7 separate regions of the Mus musculus genome follow, and regions 1, 3, 4, 5, 6 and 7 are each linked to region 2. A link is a contact called in public Hi-C, HiChIP or PLAC-seq and promoter capture Hi-C data. All regions are on one chromosome and are shown on one strand. The core of a region is the stretch at or near the end of the contact, and the rest is flanking DNA. Distances in the headings are between cores, read along the strand shown.

Region 1 (3,036 bases), core at 326-2,825, 940 kb after region 2:
GATCTCAATAGAAAGAAAGAAAGAAAGAAAGAAAGAAAGAAAGAAAGAAAGAAAGAAAGAAAGAAAGAAAGAAAGAAAGAAAGAAAGAAAGAAAGGAAGAAAGAAAGAAAGGAAGGAAGGAAGGAAGGAAGGAAGAAAAAAGAAAGAAAGAAAGAAAGAAAGAAAGAGAGAGGGAGGGAGGGAGGGAGGGAGGGAGGGAGGGAGGGAGGGAGGGAGGGAGGAAAGAAGAAGAAAGAAAAAGAAAAAAGCCCACAAAACTGGCATGTTCTCTTTAGAGGAACCAAGGCCACCGACTAAAGAACAAAGTGTAGAACTGTTCCAGACAGGGCAGGTTTCCAAAGGCATGGCGACTCAGCCCAGCCCAGCCCGGGGCCTATGGGTTCCCCAGCTGTCATGTCATCTCTGAAAATAAGGGCTGCTGAGGTGAATACACTTGAGAAGATGGTCTGCAACAGTGGAGCATCATGTCTGCAGCTTGCTCTCAGATGGTTCAAAAAAAAAAAAAAAAAAAAAAAAAGACCTGCTTCTTTCTTGCCACTTTTCTGTAAACTTGAAATTATTCCAATTAAGATGAAAAAAGCAACCACTAATTTCTAGAACAGCAAACACTATTTTAAAACCATCTATTCCTAAGTCTTTTGTAACAACCAAATGACTTAGTACCTACAAAACACTCAGCACAATGCCCTGGGCAGGCTAAAACCTTTAAATTGCAGCCAAATGCAGTACAGACATACGAGCTCTGAACTATTGGCTATATGCTATACATATCCAGTAAAGTTAAATGAAAGGATTCAATCACATTGTAGAGCTGTTTCCCCAAGAAGCAAATGTCAAGACCAGATAACCTTGATGGCGCATGTGTACTTAATTATGCAGAGTTGCACGGTGCTAATTACCATGATTCTTCCACCCTTTCCCCGGGCAGCTTCCTGCTTGAGATCATTTGTTAGGTAAAGGATGGTGGGAGAAACATCGGCAAAGCTTCACAGAGCTTGATTAAATGTCGCACGTTTCTGGGTTCCTTTTGCTAGAGCTCTCTCTCAGAAGAAGAAGAAGAAGAAGAAGAAGAAGAAGAAGAAGAAGAAGAAGAAGAAGAAGAAGAAGAAGAAGAAGAAGAAGAAGAAGAAGAAGAAGAAGAAATAGAAGAAAAAATAAAAGAAGAAATAGAAGAAGAAACTGACTTGAAGTATCTCTCCCAAGGGTGCTTCTCTGGCTGGTTCCAAATGACCAGCTCGGCTTACTGCATCTGAGGACAAAGCTCGGATTCAGCCAAGTTTTGATAATAATAGTTAACCTCAGCTAGCTTTGTCCCTTTTCAACTCCAATTTTGTACTTTACTCCACATCCAAAAATATCACTCCAGGGTTTGACACAGCCTCCTGAAAAAAACAATTCGCTAGAGCTTATCCTGTGCTAAGTTCCTGTACCTTCAAAACTGCCTTTATTTAAAAACAAGAAACGAGGCAAAGAAAGAAAATCGCCAAGAGCTCAGCCGCGATACCGCATATTCTCCCCACACTGCACCATGTCTGGCTCGCTCAGCTTGCTCTGACATCGAGGGGCACGCTGCCAGCAAAGAGCCACATGGACTGCCGAAGGGAATCACAACCTGACCCTCTCATCTCCTGCTCCTCCCCCTTCTCCAGGGCCCCACTGCCAGCTTCACCAACAGTTAATTGTCTTTTCATGCAAAGACTTTGACAGCTCCTCTCCCACAAACCACACTCGAATCTTACCCCCTGTATAGTTTGGGGAGGGGAATGTTTCCATTTTTAGGACAGCATAAGACCTGGCCCATTTAATTTAGAAATTAATAATAATTCTGAGCGCTCTCTTCTCTGTTCTGGAAGAGCAGTGAAGCCACTCTGAAATGAGGCATTTACTACTGTGCCTGCCAGGACAAAAACAGATGGACCAAAAAAGTTTAGATGGATGAATCTGAAAAATTGGATGACCTTTATTATACCCCAAAAGTTATAAAAAATTAGAAGTGCAAAACTTACAGTTGCCAAAAGTCTCTCCAATTTGCAATTTTCATATTGTGAATGCAGACACAGGAGGAAGCATTTCCTGTCACTCTCTAGGCCGTCCAATGTCATTGCCTAGGCACTAGCCCACAGAGTTTCCTTACCTGGAAAAATCAAGAGAATGGTTTGATCGCCAAGGCTCCTTCCTTGATGCAGTAAGGAGATTAGGGAATTTATGTCACGTGATATTCTCAGACTGGGTGCAGCTCTTTAGAATTTGAGCCAAATGAGACCAGAACCTAGCCTGGCTCTTGAGTAAACCGCCTAATGCCATGCTGGTTGCTGACTCCAACCGATGCTACCGTCCACCCAGATTCACCCAGCATCAAGGTGATGTGGAAACTGCAGACTTGTACGATAAAAGTGGATCCGTATAAAGGTAGCCACAATTAGAGTCCCTTTTTCCTGTTAATCCTACCACCACTACTGAGGTCTGGGGACATTTGCTGCTGTTACCAATGCCTGCATTAGACACTTAACCTATAATATATGGTATATAGATATCATTCTCCAGTATGATATGACTTAGTAAACACAGAATAGAGTTGCCCAAAAGGTCGGAGATATGTGATCAAGAGTCTGGGAGTGGGGAAGGAGCTGAGATGGCTAGCCTCCTCCTGTGGGAAGGCTCTGAAGCCCTGAGGCAGGCTGAGTAGAAGAGTGCCTCAGCCTGAGAGCAAGATACTGAAAAGAGGAAGCAATTCCAGGCCCTGGAGAAAGGCAGAGCCTTAAGCCATGCACTACCATGTGGAGGGTCGCTAGATGGTCCGTGGAGCATTAACTTTCGTACTGGTTCTGGTGGCTCTGATTGGCAGCAGATCACACACTTGGGGGAATTCCACTTCACACCAGTCTGAAACACTCCACCAATGTGACAACAAAGAGAAGCCCCAGGTCTTTTTCATCTACAATCTCATGGAATCCAGTTGATCCCGTTATTTTTATTGATTTCATTTCATTTGTTTTTAAAATGCTATCCAGACAAGAATGCTTCATATAGGCAACC
Region 2 (3,076 bases), core at 185-2,684:
TAGACATTTCTGTGTCGCCCTCACGTTTCCTGTATGAAATAAGGTGCCCAACTGTTCTGATATTACCATTCAAAAACAGGTTCTGAGATGAACCTCATTTGTGAATCTATTACAGAGATTAATAGATTATTTCTCCCTTTTCAACTAATTCTCAGTGGGGAAATTTAACCATATGGTAAGGAGAGAATTAGAATTTCATCACATTAGAGCAAAATATAATGAAAAGAGTCCAACACCTGGGGCCAACTCTGAAAGCCACAATTAAAAGGTTTTTTAATGAAACCAGAGAAACCCCAAACTGCACAGCCTTCAGTAATTCTGCCAGATAAGAGGGAATACGGTTTTTACTTATAAGGATGAAAACTAGCCACTAAATATCGTGTGCTTCGAGAAACTGGACTCAGAAGCACGAGGACCACGTGTACTATCTCCATCCAGACAGCTCTTGTTTCCACAATTCTGCCCTGAACTAACCCTGCAGGAACAGCCCAGACGGATCCAGATGTCCCCAAACGTCTTCAGAGCAGCTAAATGCACGAATGCCCCCACTTGGTGTGTGAGAAGATTCCACTCTGAATGTTCCCTCTTGCGAAGCAACTGGATTTAATCTTGAGGAAAGTTTGAGACTAGTTTTTCTTTTCTTTCTGTCCACGAAGCAGTGAGCTTCTCTCACCACCAACTTAACAGCGTGGGGGACTCGGCAAAGGCCTCCCCCACTCCGCCCCCTCCGAGTTTTAAATCAAACGGGCTATGTAAGCAACTTGGTCATCATTTTGTTGCTTTCTTTAATTGTTTGATTTTTTTTCCATCTATATAGGAAATGGACAGTGGAGGGCTGTGGGAAAAGTGGTGCGGAGAAAATCTGGGTTGGCTCTTGCATTGCTGACATACTAGCTGAAAATCTAGGGTAAATTCGAGACAAGCCAGCAGGGACCTCACCCCTACCCCCAGCCCCCAGGTTCCATCTATAAATGCAGACATGCTATTAACAGGGAGATATAGAATTCTCTCCTATGAGGGTAACTAAGCAAGCTGAGACAGTAGTGGCCCAGTGAAGGGTAGTGTGTGGGGGGTGCTCAGTGGGGGCGGGGGCTTTCCACTGGACTCCCAGTCTTTACCGCGGATATACAATTTGCTGAAGGAGCAAAGAACATCCTCGGCTCTAAGTAGGGCTTTTAGTGTGCTCATTGATGAGTGAAAGTCGCCACACATGTCAAGCTAAAGGCAGTTGTTGGGTTACTAACAGGACCCAGCGCCTTGCAAACATATGCGCTAAGCTGTGTATACAGATGGCAGGCAGAATAATGGAGCAGGCGCCTTTTATAAAGCTCTGGCTGCTGCCTGTCTTCAGACCTGGGAAATGAAACTATTCAGACTCGCGGCCAGATAGCGCTTGCGATTGTTTGTTACCGTTTTAATCCTATTAATTAAAACGTTAACCTGATTGGGTAGAAAGCGCTGTCCCAACAGGCGAGTCTTCTTCATAATAACCTACTCAGAGATAATGATGTAAAAGACTCCCCCGTCTGTGGCGGCGGCTGGTTGATGGGTCCGGAAATCTCTTGAAGGTGAATCCAAGCAAGATAAACGGTGCGTAGAGCAGGCGCGGGATTGGACTCAGAGGCGGTAGCGGCGGCAGCCCCGCTCCCTCCGAGACCAGCCTCCCACCATGAGGGGCCGCGGCCCATGGTGAGCCTTAGCAGCCAGCACCGTCGGCTGGAGACGAAGAAGAAGAAGAAGAGGAGGCGGCGAGCGCGGGGGAAGGCGAAAAAGAAAAAGAAGGGGACAGGGCTGCGGGCAGCGTGGGGACCGACGCACGCAGCAGCTCCGGAACCCCGCCGGCGCGCGTCTGTGCGGCCGCCTGACTCTCCAGCCCAGGTGGCGGCTGGCCCGGACGATGGAACGCGGGTTGCACCTCGGTGCGGCGGCCGCGAGCGAAGACGACCTCTTCCTGCACAAGAGCCTGGGCACCTCCGCCGCCAAGCGCCTGGAGGCGGCTTTTCGCTCCACACCCCCGGGCATGGACCTGTCCCTGGCGCCTCCAACTCGCGAACGCCCGGCGTCGTCCTCGTCGCCCCTCGGCTGTTTCGAGCCCGCTGATCCCGAAGGGGCTGGGCTGCTGCTGCCTCCGCCCGGAGGAGGCGGTGGCGCGAGCGGCGGCGGCGGCGGGGTGAGTGTCCCGGGGCTGCTCGTGGGCTCAGCGGGCGTGGGGGGCGAGCCGAGCCTGAGCAGCCTGCCGGCGGGGGCTGCCCTGTGCCTCAAGTACGGCGAGAGCGCCGGACGCGGCTCCGTGGCCGAGAGCAGCGGGGGCGAGCAGAGCCCCGACGACGACAGCGACGGCCGCTGCGAGCTGGTGCTGCGAGCCGGGGGCCCCGACCCGCGGGCATCGCCGGGAGCGGGGGGCGGCAGCGCCAAGGTGGCCGAGGGCTGCTCCAACGCCCACTTGCATGGTGGCTCGGGCCTCCCCCCGGGGGGCCCCACAAGTGGCGGCGGAAGCGGCGGCGGTGGCGGCGGCAGCAGCAAGAAATCCAAAGAGCAGAAGGCGTTGCGCCTCAACATCAACGCTCGCGAGCGCCGGAGGATGCACGACCTGAACGACGCTCTGGATGAGCTGCGCGCGGTCATTCCTTACGCGCACAGCCCTTCAGTGCGGAAGCTCTCCAAAATCGCCACGCTGCTCCTCGCCAAGAACTACATCCTCATGCAGGCACAGGCCCTGGAGGAAATGCGGCGCTTAGTCGCCTACCTCAACCAAGGCCAGGCCATCTCGGCAGCCTCTCTTCCCAGCTCCGCGGCCGCGGCTGCGGCGGCCGCTGCCCTGCACCCGGCGCTCGGCGCCTACGAGCAGGCGGCCGGCTACCCGTTCAGTGCAGGGCTGCCGCCCGCTGCCTCCTGCCCCGAGAAGTGTGCCCTATTCAACAGCGTCTCGTCCAGCCTCTGCAAACAGTGCACGGAGAAGCCTTAAACACTCCCTTCTTCGAAAACCTCGAGACCGACCCCAAAGCTAGAGGAAAGTGAGAAGCTGCTCCCCATTCCTTTTCCTTTGGTCCTCTCCTAAGTTGTGAAACACTTGCAG
Region 3 (2,700 bases), core at 31-2,530, 820 kb after region 2:
TTAGGAAGTCATGTTCCATGGGTTCTGAAAGGATAAAGTGTCAATATTCTTATCTCACCATTATATTCACCATTATAAGATATTCTTATCTTATTTCCTTCTCTCCCCTGACCCCACTAAATCTAATGTGTGAAATCTAAAGCAACGTGCCCTCAACACTACAATCACAAACAATTACACCTTAGGTTAGTCACTCATTCTGTCTTCTGGGTGTTGTGTACAGCCATGATGACAATTAGAACAACAGAGGTCATATCTATATCCGCTCAGCTCCCAGCCATTCAGTTTATTACCATAACTGACAGCTTTTGCCAGAAGCACTTGCTAAGATCAGCTGAATGCCGTAATGCCCATGTTCAGGAGAAAGAAAATGTGCTGGTCATAGTTCATCAGCTCCCCATTGACAACTGTGATTAGCTATTTGAATCTTCGAAAAATCATCTGGGTTCTAGACCCAATAAAAATCTTCACACCACAGTGCTAGAGGTAATCAGGACGCCATCTCCTTGAAACACAAATATAATCTGAAAATCTTTTGTCAATGCACATGGTGTGATCTCTGTACCTTATTCTTGCTGGGAATGTACAAGCCACTGTCTTAACCACTGGTAAGTCAAATAATAAATTTGTTTCTAAGAAAAAAGTCTTTTTGAAAACTACCAATAGAGTGATTTCTGATCCCTGGTTCAGTAAGGCTGCTTCCACTGTTTGCTCGGAGTCAATGTGTATTTGTCCACAGCTCTCCTGCTCCACACACAGGGTTACACAACAGTTACTAAGAAAACAAGTGCTCAGAGAACAAACATTGTATGATGAACTTACATGTAGTATCTAAAGAAGCTAAATTCATAGAGACTGAATTGGAGGCAGGTTTGGCAATAATGGATGTAGATGTGGTATCCAATAGGTTTGGTAAAATAATCCCATTGTGGAGAAGGATGTGACAGACACAAACTAATGTAGAAACACTCAATATGATGGAACTGTAGGCTTAAAAATGGGAACAATGGTAATTGTTATTACAGTCATGTTTTACTACCATTTTTAAACTGCACACATTGAACATCTTGAGTTATTTCTCTATTCTGTCCATAGAAACCTTCATTTATCTGGATGTATTGAGTACTTATCACTTGTCTAACTAGTGAGCATGCATAAGACAAGCTACTTATATGTGGGGGTATTTCTGCAATGTGGTCCTTTCTCAAGGTACAAGGTGGCTGGTGCAGTGCTCCAGTGTCAATACATGCCTGAAGCTCTATGTCAACACTCTAGTGGAGCCTTCCATGGGACTGGGCAACTGGGTGAAGGTAAATCGTGCTGGCATGCTTTTTCTGACTGGGGTAATAACTTTCACAGTAAACAATAATGGACTTTCCAGCATTTAGGGACCTACATCAGAAATACGCGCTCACACATGGTAGAGAAATTAGTGTGACTCAAGCTGAACACAGTGTTTTTATTGTTGTGACAGACTGCATAATGTCCATGACCACTGCTTGCCATCCCATTTCAGGGCAATGATAGCTTTTAGAATAATGTTACCAAATACTGTTCATAACTCACTTGGGTATAAAGTTAATTTAGAGAGTTATAGCTTGTCATTTAAAATGAAACAGAGTAGAAACACGTGTCTAAGTCTCCTAGTGTAAAAATAAAACATTTTATTTTGTTTATTAATACATTTGTCATAACTGAGAGCACTAGTCAAAGCTTCATTTAACAAACTCTCTTTACCATGAACTCTGTTGTTTCCAACTAAACCCCTCTTTGTATTGATTTTACTGGGCATTGAAGAAAGGGTACAGTCACATCCTCATTTCCATCATTCTCCATCCTACTAATTCACTGTCTAGTGCCATTAGGTTAATCACTGCCGCACACCATACAGAACATTAATTCATCTGTAAAAATGCATGTCACAAGCTATACAAAGTATAACTAAGGTAAGAACTACATAATGTTGAAATTATGCAATTTATATATATTTATATCTGTAATGTCAGTTACACCTGCTTGAAGCTTATTTTCATTGCATTTATTGTGTATATATGTGTGTGCACACAGGTGTCTATTGTTGTGGCACATGTGTGAAGGTCAGAGGACAACTTGCACAAAAACAGTTCTCTCTTTCCTCCATTGAGGTACAGAGTATTGAACTCGTGTCATCAGGCTGTGTGGCAAGTGCCTTTCCTCACTGAGCTGTCTCACTGACCTGTTTTAAGATTTCCCTAATCTCAGCTTATACAAAGCTGGAATTGGAGTCCATTATAACTAATTGTGTGTGTGTGTGTGTGTGTGTGTGTGTGTGTGTGTGTGTTTCTTTGTAAATGAAATTCTCTTTCCCTACAGTGTGTGAGTTGGGGTGGTCTATCTAGTCATCTATCCCACTCCTAACCAGCTGAACCTAATAAGGTATGTGTTTCTGGTTCCTTCTATAGTCAGTAACTACAGCATGGGATTCCTATAACATGAACATATTGCCATAAAATATTTATCAAGAACTACAAGCTTTGGAATGACTAAAGGTATATTCATTAGACTCACCCTTCTTTATGCCAAATGAGCAGGATTGTGTCCTTACGGTGCTCACATTTGTTCCTTTATTGGATTACTTTGAATATGAGTAGGATACCAAGCACATTAGGAATTAGTCCTGGTTCTATTTGATTATCCTAGTACAATCTTTTTAAATGTTTT
Region 4 (2,749 bases), core at 174-2,673, 610 kb after region 2:
AAATTAATTTGGAGAGGCATTGAGGGAGGAAGACATATATATGATAATCTGGCCTCAACACATACACATTCACATGTGCATACACACATACACGTGTGTGCACACACACATTCATGAATGCAAAAGAAGGCAAAAATTTAACAGTCACTATGTAACTGTGGCTTTTAGAATTATCAATTATGATTAGACAGAATCTGGCAGCCCAGACGCTGAGAGAACACACTGAACTTGTACATTGCCCATTTTAGTCAGTATTTGCTTGGATCTGATTCCGTCAGAAGTTCATCACTGATCGCTCCATCCAGGAAGTTTCTCTTTCCTTTCTCTGCCACTTTTACTTGGTGTTCTCAGTCTGCTTTTCCTGGTATTGGAAGGCAGGGACCATGGTGGGGCCTCTGCCTGTGAACTCACTGGTACTACTTCAGACACATTGCTAGTCATCTCTAAACACATGTAATTTTCTCTTCTCCATTCTCATCTCCTCTTACTGCTTTTCTTCTATCTCTATCCATACTTCTCCCATGCCAGTCATTCTTCTCATGGTCCCAAGGAAATTTTTTTTTATTCTTATGATGAGATACATGCCCATGTATGTACATCTAGGACCTGATTTTGTCAACTTGCAGATAAACTGTATCAATCAGGCTTGTCACTAATTTGAAGATGTAATCCCACCACGACTTCAGCATTCTTAAGAGCAGGCACAGGGCCAATGCAATCCAAGGTACAGCGTGTAACTCATTTTTATACAGACAACAGTTGTCTAAGCAGTATAGTAATGCAGGGACACATCGCCCAAAATCTCAAACACATTTACACAAGCTGAAGACACCTTTACTCGGTCCCTTCTCATGTTCTCTACAGAATATGCCTGTGAGCTTGATGGTTATAGAGACTCTTTCTCCTGTTTTTGAATGCACCAGTTTTTTAAAGGAAATTCAAAACAACTTCCCCCTTTCAAGTCAGCCTTCAAGATAGATTGTTTTTGTTTTTCATACATTTTCAAATGTGCTCAGCTTTCTCTTTTTCCCCTCCCCTGCTCTCTCTGGTATCTGACAGGATGCAACCTGTTGTAAAACAGCGTGGCTGGAGCAGTTCTAGGGACTCTTGGACCCTTGAGTGTGTAGCATATGCACACTTTATGATTACCTATCTCCCACAGCCAAGGCTCACAAGGGAACCATGCCATTTCTTTCCACTTTCTCTGCTAAGCACAAGGCTTTGCACTTGAGAAATATTGATCCTTGGAGCTCCAGGGGCAAGGGCACACCCTGGAGAAAGACAGATTCACAGTGTAACTCGAATCCCTTGTTAACTTTGTCATCTCCCTGCAGAAGTTGTTTCTGTCCATATTTTTACTTCAGCTGGGCTGAGTGGGAGAAAGAACTCAAAGGGAGGTTGAAGCAGATGGTTGTCACAAACTGCATACGGCAATTGAGAATTAGTGTGCAAGCATATGCAACCTGGTACAGTATGAAGCATTCCAGCATATGAGTGCCGAAATAAATCAGGCCTGGAGAAGATTGGGATGGAGTGATGAGCCCTTCTTTCTCTGTTACACATATATATTTAGGCTTGCTGAATTCATTAGGATATGCTCCCTGTTTTCAGGAGGCAAACTAACACCTACATTGAGCAGATTCCTGTAGATTCTGGTATCTTGTTTCTCTCATCCAGCACGCATCCTGAAAAGAAATATTTCTGAAGAGAGATGCCTCTTTTTTTCATAGAAGGCCTGGCAATGATGACATCAACTTGTCTGGACAAATTTAATGCTCATAATAATTAGTGAGCTATCATGATTTACATTTACTTTCTAATTCATTAACAACAGCTCTGCCAGGCATGTCTAGTCCACTTACTTGGTCCAGGCATTTTCCTCCTCTGCTTCAATTTAGTGTTCTTGACCCTGTTGTGGACCAACCTATCTAGCAATGATGGTTATAAAGAGAGACATGTACCAATAACAACCAGCAGTACCTCCAACCAGCCTGGAGGTCTTCAGTGAAAAGATATGTGCACACATTCCCTTTTGGCATCAGAGACCGCTCATGACCAGCCTTATTTGTATCTCAGGGATGCCAGGAAGAAAGGTGAAATGAGTGAACTCCCATTTAGAAAACGTAGAAACAGGAAGCGAGCTTGGCTGCCATCACTGTCTTCTCAGAAGAGCAAAGGGGATTCAGCCAGGATGCTTGCTCAAGGCTGGGGCCACCTGTGGCTCAGCCCTGGTTGGCTAAATTTCCATGCTCTTACCAAAGACCAAGACTGCTTCTGCCTGCTCTTGTATCTTGTATCAGGGATACTGCTCTCTCTCTCCAACAACTCACTGCCCGAGGAATTGTGAAGAAGACAAAGTTGCTATCTTTGCCTCCATGCCTTGTTCACCTTTACATCTATCTCCTACAAGACATCAAGGGGGTAGAGGGCAGTTATAGTTACTGGCTAACGAACAAATATTGAGTTACATATCAGTAGACCAAAACACAAATCAACTCAGAACTACAGGACTCCACCAACATGCACATAAATCATTTATAACGATAATCCAAGACTAAGTCCAAATCTCATTAAAGTATATGAATCCTTAATCTATTTTGGCAAAAAAGCACCAATAGACATTTTTTCTTTTTATCATAAATTACAGTTCTGTGGCACTGTGCAAATATTACCAAGCTGTAAGACAGCTGTGCTCCATTAAAATGTGTAATGGTTGCTGATTTCTTACAGCACATGGTCATCAGGCTGA
Region 5 (2,960 bases), core at 341-2,840, 990 kb after region 2:
TAATTTCATTGAACAAAACAAAATCGTTGTAATAGTACCCTGCTGAACCACCCTACTGGAGGAAAAAAATGCAAAATGTTTTAATAAGACTTTCAAAAAGTATTGAATAGGAAGCTGAAGAACTGAGAAACTATCTCCTCCTGTCTAACGTGTGCCCTTGACCTTGTGGCTTAAGGTCTTTTCTTGGCCACTGTGTGTCTGCAGAAACTGTCAAGCTGAATAGGATCCCTATAACCTAATGAGGACAGTGGGCTCAATGAAGAAGAATGAAAGAATTAATGCCACTTTTGGATAAACATAACCATAGCAAATATTTGGTGAGAACACATTCTGGCATTTGCAGCTTTCCAAAAAAAAAAAAAAAAAAAAAAAATAGGTAGATAGATAGATAGATAGACAGACAGACAGATAGATGAAACTATTTTGTTTGTTTGTTTGTTTTTTTAAATATTTAAACTGACAGACATGTTTTAAAGGATAAAGGGACCTTTTGCTCTGAATAGCAATTAAAAGATTCTGGATGTGTGTTGATCATAGGTGGAGGAGACAGAGAAAGGAAGAAAGAGGGAGGGAGGAGAAGAGGGGGGAGAAAGTGTGGCTGCTGTCACAAATGTCCCCCCTCCATCTCAGGTTCTGGCCTACTTTTCTTTATGGAATTACCCACTCTAAGCAGCTTTATCATTTCCGGTTCTGGATTATGAGAACCCTGGAGGAGAGATGGATTATATCTTCTGTTTCCAGAGAAGGAAGGTAGATGCTGCCATTTTAGGAATTAGCTTTTGCAAGACACATTGCTGTTCCTTTTGCTTATTAGAAGGGATTCTTTGATATTAGAATTACCCTATGGAGATTTTTTTTCAAAACAGGGTTTCTCTGTGTAGTCCTGGCTGTCCTGGAACTCACTCTGTAGACCAGGCTAGCCTCAAACTCAGAAATCCGCCTGCCTCTGCCTCCCAAGTGCTGGGACTAAAGGCGTGCGCCACCACTGCCTGGCTTGGAGTTGTTTTGAAAATACTGTTTTTATAGTGGCTGCTCTCCTGTGCTCTAATACAGTTTGTTAGTAACTACTGTTCTACCTTGGAGCATTTTGTTGTCTACTCTTTGTCTCCATTAGCTAAAGCAATGACTGCCCAGCAGCAGAACAACCCAGGCTATTTTGTGGCCAACATCTCTTACTTTATTTTCCATTGCTATGATGAAACAAACTGGAAAAAAATTGCAACTCAAGGAAGAAATGGTTTATTTTAGCTCACAGTTCCAGGTGCAGTTCATGATAGCATGGCAATCAACACAGCAGGAGTCTAAAGTATATGCTCACATCACACCCACTCTCGGGAAACAGAAAAGGAAGAAAGAACCCTGACTCCCCAGTTCTCATGTTTACAGAACCATGATCATGTAACAGGCATGTCAGTCACTATGTGCTGATCTTCCCAGAAGAAGTGATATAATTATTCATTACAGACACTCCCAGAGTCCATCTCCCAGGGGAGTCTAGATTTTGTCAAATTGACAATTAACACTAACCATTGCAATCTCTGTTATTTATTAAGGGAATGAGAAACGGTTTCAGCAAACATGTTGGTATCTGCCAGCCTTTGGGAAAGCAGTGAAAAGTGCAGGCTGCTCGCAGAGTGTGTTAAACTTTACTCTAGGTACAAACTAACTGTAAACTAAAAAGGACACAAATGCCAAAATACTTTACATATTGACTGCTGACATGGTGGCATGCCAAAATCCTTTTCAGAATTATAAAAGGGGCTTAGAAATCGCCCATAGAGTGAGTGCTGGCCCCCAAACTTGATAAACTGAGTTCAGTCTTCAGATCTCATGTGCTGGAAGGAGAAAACTCCTAAAAGGAGTTGTTTGGCCTCCACATGCATGTGTACAAGTAAATAAGACTTAAAAATGTAAAGCATTTTACAGATGTTCCTAAAGCATACAAATTGTATCATCTTTAGTATCCTTGTATATAAGACCCTGTTTGTTCTCAGGTATCTGACTCTCCAGGTTGGCTTTCTATATTGACTTTAAACAAGTCACACTCTGTTTACCACCTGGGTCACTGCTCAGGTGAACCAGTGGCTCTGGTTCCATTCCTTGCACCAAGCACACGTAGCACCAGTTTACGGCCACCTGTAAGTCCAGTTCCAGGGGTATCTGACAGTCTCTTCTGGTCTCCATTATCATGCATGCATGTGATACACAGACATACATGCAAGGAAATCACACAGGTGAAAAATAAAAATGAAGTCTCCTTGATGAGAAGTGAAAAAAAAAAAAAAGAAAAGAAAAAGAAACCTAGTCTTAATACCCTCATCTTTACCAATATCCCTGTCAGTCACCAACCGTCACCAACATTATTGTTCTGGGTTTATTTTGAGACAGGGTTTCACTCTAGCTGTCCTGGAACTCATGATGTGCCCAGGGCTGGGCCTAGAACCCACTATGATCTGCCTCCCTCTGTCTCTCCAGTGTCCAGATTAAAAGAGGAAAATACCACCAGCAGCTTGTGCTACCGTTAAACCTCTAAACCAAGCTCCAAGCTGAACTCAGATTCGTTTCTCAGCAACATAAAATGATCAGTCATTAGCTAGGACGTTAGCTAGGCTTTCAGCTATCTACAACAACAAAATGAACTATGAGCTACACAGATGCAGAAAAGAAAATAAAAACAACTGATTATAGCTATGAAAATACAAGTCATGAAACCCACTGTCAGCAGCAGGGCAACCAAAACTAAGGGTTAATGAAGCAGCTCTGTAGAACCCCACTGATTTGGAAGCTAGAAGAGGAGTCAAAAAGGATGTGAGGGTGGGAGGATGGAGAGGAATGCTGTGAAATTCATGCTCTTGTCATAGCATGGCTGTGTCACATATGAACTTGAAGCAGCTGTGGTAACACAAGATCTACACAAGATCAAGCAAACAAGAGTGGGCAGTACTCCAGCAGGTGGCAGT
Region 6 (3,062 bases), core at 108-2,607, 850 kb after region 2:
AGAGTACCCACAACAACTGTGAGGTCTTCCTGTCTCTTTCTTCTCTAACAATCACCACTAATTCTGGTGCTATAGAACACTGGGCAGCTGACTCAAAATTGAGAGTGTGGCCTTTGGAACTAAAGAAAAGCAAACAGTAAGGAAAATGAATAGAGAGATTTTTCTGAATATTCCTCATGAGCCCTGCTTGCTTAACATGATGTCTATAATATTAAATAGTGTCCTTGCCAAGCTTACTAAGACAGCTTGGCCATATGCTTTCCATACATTGATAAAGCTCAAGCACCACTCTCAATTTTGAGTCAGCTGCCCAGTGTTCTATAGCACCAGAATTAGTGGCGACTGCTACAGAAGAAAGAGACAGGAAGACCTCACAGTTGATGTGGGCACTCTCTTGACACTGAACATTTGCGAGCTGACTTTGCTTCCACGGGTGACTCGGAGTGGCCCCGTCTGGGGGTGACTACTGCAATACCCATGCTCCTGGGTATACCAGCTTCACGGCCTGAAACCTTTGGACCAGCCAAGGACAGAGGTAGGAGGAGTCCCATGATGTGTAGTAGGCTCAGTACCCCATCTTTCAGAAGCCTTCTTTCTGGTCTAAGCCCAAATGCTAAACAGAAAAAGTGATAACAGAAAGAACTCCTGCCCAGTGCAAATGGAGTGGCCAAAGCATACCCTACAGTGTACCCAGAGAAATTCCCTGAGCAACTTTCCTTCCTGGGACCAATACTTTTTTTTGTAATAGGTCGAAACCCCATCCCCTGATGAGGAGCATACGGCAGGGTGGTGGTCTTTCTGGGTGTACTCAGGTTTTCCCCACACCCCAGCCCAGCTCAGCCTGGCTTGTTCCTAGCAATGAAAGAGAGAAGATCCTCAGATTTAGAGCTGAATCAAAAATGTGTCACTTCTAAACCTAGAATAAAACTTGAAACATTTGGAATTTTTGTGTTTCATTTGGCTCTGGTTTAAAAAAAAAATACGAGTTTGAAGCCTCCACAGGTTTTGTGATCTCTTTTCATGGGGAGTCTTAGAAGCTTGGAAGATAAACCTAAGTGTGATCTTGATAGAATCTAGAGACTGTAATATTTTGAAATTCTTGAAATACATGGGCTACAAAGGCTGATTTCCAAACATTTATGCAGTTACTGTTAACTATTGAATGCATGCCCATACAAGCTGGAGAGTGAGATGTTAAGAGAGCCAGTTTATAACCCTGGAGAAAACCCCCTCCATAACCAGAAATTCTCCTTTAGGATACCAGAACTCAAGCCTGGATTTCCCCCCTTTAGGGTTAACATTGTGGATAGTGCTGAAATTCCCATGTGTCCCTATCAATACACAGACACCCACACATTGAATGAGCCCAAGCACAGAAGAGTATGTCTGGCAAACATGAAGAGCAGAAAAGGGCTGGTAAGCAGAGCACTCCATAGGATTTTTCTTGGCTTGGCAGGCTCGGTCTGTGCTTGCAAGCCACATGCTGCAAATGAGGAAGTCCACTGTGGAGTTGACAGGTAAGATGCAGAAAGTGCCTATCAGAAGTCAACTCACAAAACCAAGCCTTTGACAGCACAATGTGACACTCGGTGGGAAACATAAAATTTGCCAGCTGGCCCAGCAACAAGGAAAACTTCATCCAGGAAGCTCAGCTTCCTCTCTCCTGCAGAAAGTGGGCAGCCCCTTTTGATTTCGGGTTGGCATACAGAAAGGATGAGAAAGAGAGACAATAATTGCTAGTGATCAAAAGGCTGTGAAGAAGAAAATAAAACAGTGGCAAGCATTCCGTTAATGGAACTCCTCTGGACCCTCAGCAACACAAAGTGAATGTTTAAGATGGAATCCAGGCCTGGGAACATTAGAATAGAAAAGCAGGAGTCTACCCACGCAGACAAAAAGACAGAATGCATGTAAATGTTTGCCTTTCATTTATTTTGAGCAAACATTTCCTTCCACGTAACAGACTCGTCCCGACCAGAGACTTCCACCTGGTGTTCTTTCAGCCAGATGGAAGTGTAAATTATTTAAATACATGATCTTCCATTAGCTGTTGAGCTTAAGTGCCTCAAAAAAATTTAAATGCCTTTCCAGGATTCTAGAAAGCATTTGCACTAAGATAGATAAACATATTTTCAAGACACAACTCCAATGACAGAAATTTTTAGATTTTAAAATACAGTCAGCATTAGCATTTGTAAGTAATTATGAATTCTGCAAAAGTCTGTTTACACTGTAAAAAAATAAAATCAGAGTTACTGATATAATTAAGGGTTTTTTTCCCCTCCACATGGTCCACTTCGTACAAACCAAGCCCTGTGCTCATGACACACTGAGGAGCTGTAATGGCCCACCTCGAACATGGAAACACTTCCACCATTCATGGATCTGACGTTTTTGTTTTATTTTGTTTTGGTTTTTTCAAAAATATGTTTTTAAGTGAAGAAATTTTAAAAAATGTTTTTAATGTAATCAGTTTCCTGAGGAGAAATTGTGTCAGCACTCCTGGGGACTCAATAACAGCCCTGTCCACGTGTGCATGCACTGTGGGATAGATGGGTTCAGTGGAGGAAAGATGTCTGAAATGACTTCCAGACCATAATTACCTACTTGGTCATAGAATTATAAAGGGAATACATTAGAGCTAAATGTTTAAAAGTCATAAAACTTCAGAAATTGAAGCTTGAAGGTACACTGTATTGGTTCTTAACAAATTGATTTTGGTAAACCACAAATTCTTTGCCATTGGCTCTGAGATGCTCCCAGGTAGTCTCCATTTCTAACATGTTCAGATGATGTGGCTCCAGCTCACCCGTGGACCACTCTAATAGCCAAGTTCTACTTGTTCAGTGTGCCTCATCATCCCCTTGTGGGTGGCTTGTCTTCAGAGGATGAAGGCATCAGATTTCACAAAATGGGAGAAAAAAAATCACTGCTTTGCCTTCATGAACCTTTTCACATCCAGCTGACAATCAATATCAGATATCAAAATAAAGGTTACAGTGATGTGCACTAAATTATTGCGTTTTCTGCTATAACAAAATAGTAGAAGATGAGACTCTATG
Region 7 (2,789 bases), core at 264-2,763, 640 kb after region 2:
ACACCGAGAAAATTTGCCTTTTATATAAAGATATCTCAAATGAGTTGTGCTTAAGGCTTAAGTGTATATGTCCTTTCTTCTTTACCAGATGTAAAAATCTATGATATCACAAATAAGATGATATACTTTTACTTACAGAAAAAAAATCTTAATTTCCCATGTAATCACTGTGATTTAGCGTTTTATCTCATCATCTATAATTCCATCTGAAAGAACCCCGTATCGGGGAGACCCTCGCTCAAGTCCCAGAATGAGCCGATGCCCCAATAACTCGAGAGAAACCATTCTTGATGCAATATTGCATGAGGTTTATTCGGGAGTAGTCAGCATGCTGAGTTCAAGCTCATAACCCTCACAGGGATAGAGGAGATCGACCCCTAGCAGTCGCCGTTGGGAGTTTTTGAAGGAAAAGACCACAAAGAAAGGGGAGGATAAGACCACAAAGAATGGGGAAGCTGAGTAAATACCATAATTTGAGTTTCAGCTCATCTCTGGTGGAGGGGTTACAGGCTATCTTTGGCAAACATTCCTGGTCCCTTACCTGGTCCCTGGTGCCTGGGTGGGTCACCCAGTGGTTATCTGCTTCTCAGGCTGCCAGGTAAAAGAACAAAGAGCTTCATGCTGGCTTTGTTTCTGGGGGTCTGGGAGACATATTGAGTTGGGGTCTTACACATCCAACTCACCTCCAGAACTACTCCATTTAAGTTCCTTAAAATTTTAAGTTCCTTAAAATCCTTTGATATATAACCTCAAAAAGCAACTAAAACCATATGTATATGTGTACGTGTGTGTGTGTGTGTGTGTGTGTGTGTGTGTGTGTGTGTGTATGTGTATGTGTATGTGTCTATGTATATGTAAAACTGTATGTATATGTAACTATTCCAAACATATTAAAAGCCAGATTCTTTTGAGAAACCTATACCCTGGGAGTAGATGCCTGGATATATCTTACCTCATCCTCACCACCAGTGCCTCTTTATCTTTCTATTAAGCCCTGCGCCTAAATCTATAGTAAGCTTTCTTTGTAATAAATTCCAACTCTGCTTCATACTGGCTTGTGTTGAAATTCTTTTTCTGGAAAAATCTTTTCAGGCTATGCAGGCAACATCATAACACTCTTTCCAGCCCGCGTTGCGTGGCCACTAGCACTCTCACCCTGATTTCTAACATTTTGACTTGTGCTAGAAGAGAACAGATGTGTATAGCACATCTGGATTTCATAAGTGTTCCCCAGTACACTTGGCCCCCAGAAGTATTCTGAAGCTCTATTTGCTATGTCTGTGACCTTCAGCAAATCACTTGACATTTTTGTAGAAGAGTAAATTGGACCAGGTAACAGTGTTTGGATTGTAAAACACCTTGTCCATTTCTAGCTGCTACTGATTTCTTGAGTGAGCCTGAAAACACCAGGAGCCTGACTCTGAGGCCCCTTTTTTTCAGTGTTTGCAGGCTCTCTCATGAGCCTTCCATTAGCTCATTCTCCAACCCCTCCCAACTCCATAAATCTGCATACGAAAGGACCAGACAGCTGCAGCTCTCAACAGCTTTGGTTTTCATCACTGCCTCTGTCATCCTGCCTGCTGAAGCTGCTTTTTAAAGGGGCCAAGCCTCTTTTAAACAATTCCAAATATTTTTGAAGATACAAACCAGAATATAACAAGAGTACAAATAGATAAACTGAGCAGCTTTTCCACAGGTGGGTAAAGTAATGAGAGGACATCTCTGTGGGAGAAACTCTGTGATGTTGGCTGATTGTAGAAAGGGCTCAAAACAGCATGGAGGAGATTAGGAAGCTGAAAGTAGAACACTAGAAATTAGTGACATCATGAAAAGGTGCTGGATAAGGAAATGCATCACCTTCAGAGGACATCCTTGATGCAACACCCTCTACCAAGATCTATATCACTTCAAAACCCCACCAAGCAAAATCAAATCCCGGATGTTCTAAGGAAAGGCACAGGAACTCCATAAGCACCAATGGAAGAATACCAAGATGACTTCTGATCTTGTTAAACCAGCCAGACAGAGAAAAATATGCAGTCCCACATTCATGTCTCCCCAAACTCTACTACAATTCCAGACATTTTAAAAACAGGTCTAGAGAAAGAATTAGGATGATAGCTCAGTGGAACTGTCTTTGCCTAGCATATACAAGGCTCTGGCTTTAATTTCTAGCAACAGAGAAAGAAAGAAAGAAAGAAAGAAAGAAAGAAAGAAAGAAAGAAAGAAAGAAAGAAAGAAAGAAAGAAAGAAAGAAAGAGAGAAAGAAAGAAAGAAAGAAAGAGAGAGAGAGAGGTAAAGAAAGAATGGAAGGAAGAAAGGGAGGGAGGGAGGGAAGAAGGGAGGGGGGAGCACGGATAATAGAAAAGACAAGAAAATAGAAACAGTATCATATAGCAGTATGGTAATGAAAGACCCACAACGTGAGGACTCCCCCACGTTCTGACTCAGGAGAGGCGACACCCCAAAATCACCAACGAGAAAACGGTCTTGTTGCAAATTGCAAGAGGATTTTTATTCAAGAGCGCTCTCGGGCCCACGGTCATACACCACGCAGGGGTAGAGGACTGTGGCGCGCCGAGTAGCTGGGTAAGGGGGTATTTAAAGGAAGAAACCGAAACTCAAGGAAGTGGGGAGGGCTTTGTTGGAAGATACCAAAGATACCAGTTAAGAGTCACAAGGAAGTGTAAAGTTACAAGAGTCACAAGGAATACCTGGTAATTGTTAACTCTCAAGACAGCTTCTAAGAGCCCCTAACAATAGCACATTTGCATTGCAGGTTCTGGTAA

What was found. Promoter capture Hi-C pulls out the DNA fragments that hold promoters and counts their contacts. A called contact is a pair of places that touch in the nucleus more often than the background predicts. HiChIP or PLAC-seq counts read pairs in DNA pulled down with a chosen protein or histone mark.
Region 1: a promoter capture Hi-C map of hippocampal neurons shows a contact between it and region 2, with 10 times the contacts expected there. The contact joins the enhancer-like site here to the promoter of Bhlhe22 in region 2. A contact is called at or near these places in 9 of 39 promoter capture datasets (the C10 cell line, cranial neural crest, frontonasal cranial neural crest and 5 more), 1 of 484 Hi-C or Micro-C datasets (cerebellar granule neurons), 7 of 115 datasets of contacts at active chromatin or transcription factors (astrocytes, craniofacial prominence, embryonic forebrain and 4 more) and 1 of 9 other capture datasets (embryonic stem cells).
Region 3: a promoter capture Hi-C map of liver shows a contact between it and region 2, with 10 times the contacts expected there. The contact joins the enhancer-like site here to the promoter of Bhlhe22 in region 2. A contact is called at or near these places in 15 of 39 promoter capture datasets (the 3T3-L1 cell line, 3T3-L1-derived adipocytes, the C10 cell line and 7 more), 2 of 484 Hi-C or Micro-C datasets (both in liver), 5 of 115 datasets of contacts at active chromatin or transcription factors (astrocytes, embryonic forebrain, embryonic hindbrain and 2 more) and 1 of 9 other capture datasets (embryonic tail).
Region 4: a contact with region 2 is called in a Hi-C map of cortical neurons, with 5 times the contacts expected there. The contact joins the enhancer-like site here to the promoter of Bhlhe22 in region 2. A contact is called at or near these places in 11 of 39 promoter capture datasets (the C10 cell line, cranial neural crest, embryonic stem cells and 5 more), 6 of 484 Hi-C or Micro-C datasets (cerebellar granule neurons, cerebellum, cerebral cortex and 1 more), 5 of 115 datasets of contacts at active chromatin or transcription factors (embryonic forebrain, embryonic stem cells, forebrain and 2 more) and 2 of 9 other capture datasets (adipose tissue and embryonic tail).
Region 5: a promoter capture Hi-C map of liver shows a contact between it and region 2. The contact joins the enhancer-like site here to the promoter of Bhlhe22 in region 2. A contact is called at or near these places in 19 of 39 promoter capture datasets (the 3T3-L1 cell line, the C10 cell line, the HPC-7 cell line and 12 more), 58 of 484 Hi-C or Micro-C datasets (B cells, the C10 cell line, the C2C12 cell line and 37 more), 13 of 115 datasets of contacts at active chromatin or transcription factors (craniofacial prominence, embryonic basal ganglia, embryonic forebrain and 8 more) and 4 of 9 other capture datasets (embryonic stem cells, embryonic tail, macrophages and 1 more).
Region 6: a contact with region 2 is called in a promoter capture Hi-C map of hippocampal neurons, with 12 times the contacts expected there. The contact joins the enhancer-like site here to the promoter of Bhlhe22 in region 2. A contact is called at or near these places in 13 of 39 promoter capture datasets (the 3T3-L1 cell line, 3T3-L1-derived adipocytes, the C10 cell line and 6 more), 4 of 484 Hi-C or Micro-C datasets (cerebellar granule neurons, cerebellum, cerebral cortex and 1 more), 5 of 115 datasets of contacts at active chromatin or transcription factors (astrocytes, embryonic forebrain, forebrain and 2 more) and 3 of 9 other capture datasets (adipose tissue, embryonic tail and macrophages).
Region 7: an H3K4me3 HiChIP or PLAC-seq map of embryonic forebrain shows a contact between it and region 2, with 8 times the contacts expected there. The contact joins the enhancer-like site here to the promoter of Bhlhe22 in region 2. A contact is called at or near these places in 7 of 39 promoter capture datasets (the 3T3-L1 cell line, cranial neural crest, embryonic stem cells and 2 more), 5 of 484 Hi-C or Micro-C datasets (cerebellar granule neurons, cerebellum and uterus), 9 of 115 datasets of contacts at active chromatin or transcription factors (astrocytes, differentiating embryonic stem cells, embryonic basal ganglia and 3 more) and 4 of 9 other capture datasets (adipose tissue, embryonic stem cells, embryonic tail and 1 more).

The regions. Positions count from the first base shown.
Region 1 is chr3:18,988,491-18,991,526 of GRCm38.p6, forward strand. No RefSeq gene overlaps it. Among named protein-coding and RNA genes, the nearest start is that of Armc1, 170 kb to the right of the region's middle. Within about 2 kb of position 1,576, at least 10 of the 459 cell types and tissues checked have an H3K27ac peak or open chromatin away from gene starts, as enhancers often do. A contact at or near this core is called in cerebellar granule neurons and hippocampal neurons, where this site is marked.
Region 2 is chr3:18,052,891-18,055,966 of GRCm38.p6, forward strand. Bhlhe22 (basic helix-loop-helix family, member e22) reads left to right here and starts at 1,435. Exons shown (of 1, transcript NM_021560.4): 1 at 1,435-3,076. The coding sequence starts at 1,898. The coding sequence ends at 2,965.
Region 3 is chr3:18,876,516-18,879,215 of GRCm38.p6, forward strand. No RefSeq gene overlaps it. Among named protein-coding and RNA genes, the nearest start is that of Gm30789, 230 kb to the left of the region's middle. Within about 2 kb of position 1,281, at least 3 of the 459 cell types and tissues checked have an H3K27ac peak or open chromatin away from gene starts, as enhancers often do. A contact at or near this core is called in liver, where this site is marked.
Region 4 is chr3:18,667,693-18,670,441 of GRCm38.p6, forward strand. No RefSeq gene overlaps it. Among named protein-coding and RNA genes, the nearest start is that of Gm30789, 26 kb to the left of the region's middle. Within about 2 kb of position 1,424, at least 12 of the 459 cell types and tissues checked have an H3K27ac peak or open chromatin away from gene starts, as enhancers often do. A contact at or near this core is called in cortical neurons and hippocampal neurons, where this site is marked.
Region 5 is chr3:19,043,186-19,046,145 of GRCm38.p6, forward strand. No RefSeq gene overlaps it. Among named protein-coding and RNA genes, the nearest start is that of Armc1, 120 kb to the right of the region's middle. Within about 2 kb of position 1,591, at least 4 of the 459 cell types and tissues checked have an H3K27ac peak or open chromatin away from gene starts, as enhancers often do. A contact at or near this core is called in liver, where this site is marked.
Region 6 is chr3:18,904,459-18,907,520 of GRCm38.p6, forward strand. No RefSeq gene overlaps it. Among named protein-coding and RNA genes, the nearest start is that of Armc1, 260 kb to the right of the region's middle. Within about 2 kb of position 1,358, at least 13 of the 459 cell types and tissues checked have an H3K27ac peak or open chromatin away from gene starts, as enhancers often do. A contact at or near this core is called in cerebellum, cortical neurons, hippocampal neurons and 1 more, where this site is marked.
Region 7 is chr3:18,694,113-18,696,901 of GRCm38.p6, forward strand. No RefSeq gene overlaps it. Among named protein-coding and RNA genes, the nearest start is that of Gm30789, 52 kb to the left of the region's middle. Within about 2 kb of position 1,514, at least 62 of the 459 cell types and tissues checked have an H3K27ac peak or open chromatin away from gene starts, as enhancers often do. A contact at or near this core is called in differentiating embryonic stem cells, embryonic basal ganglia, embryonic forebrain and 3 more, where this site is marked.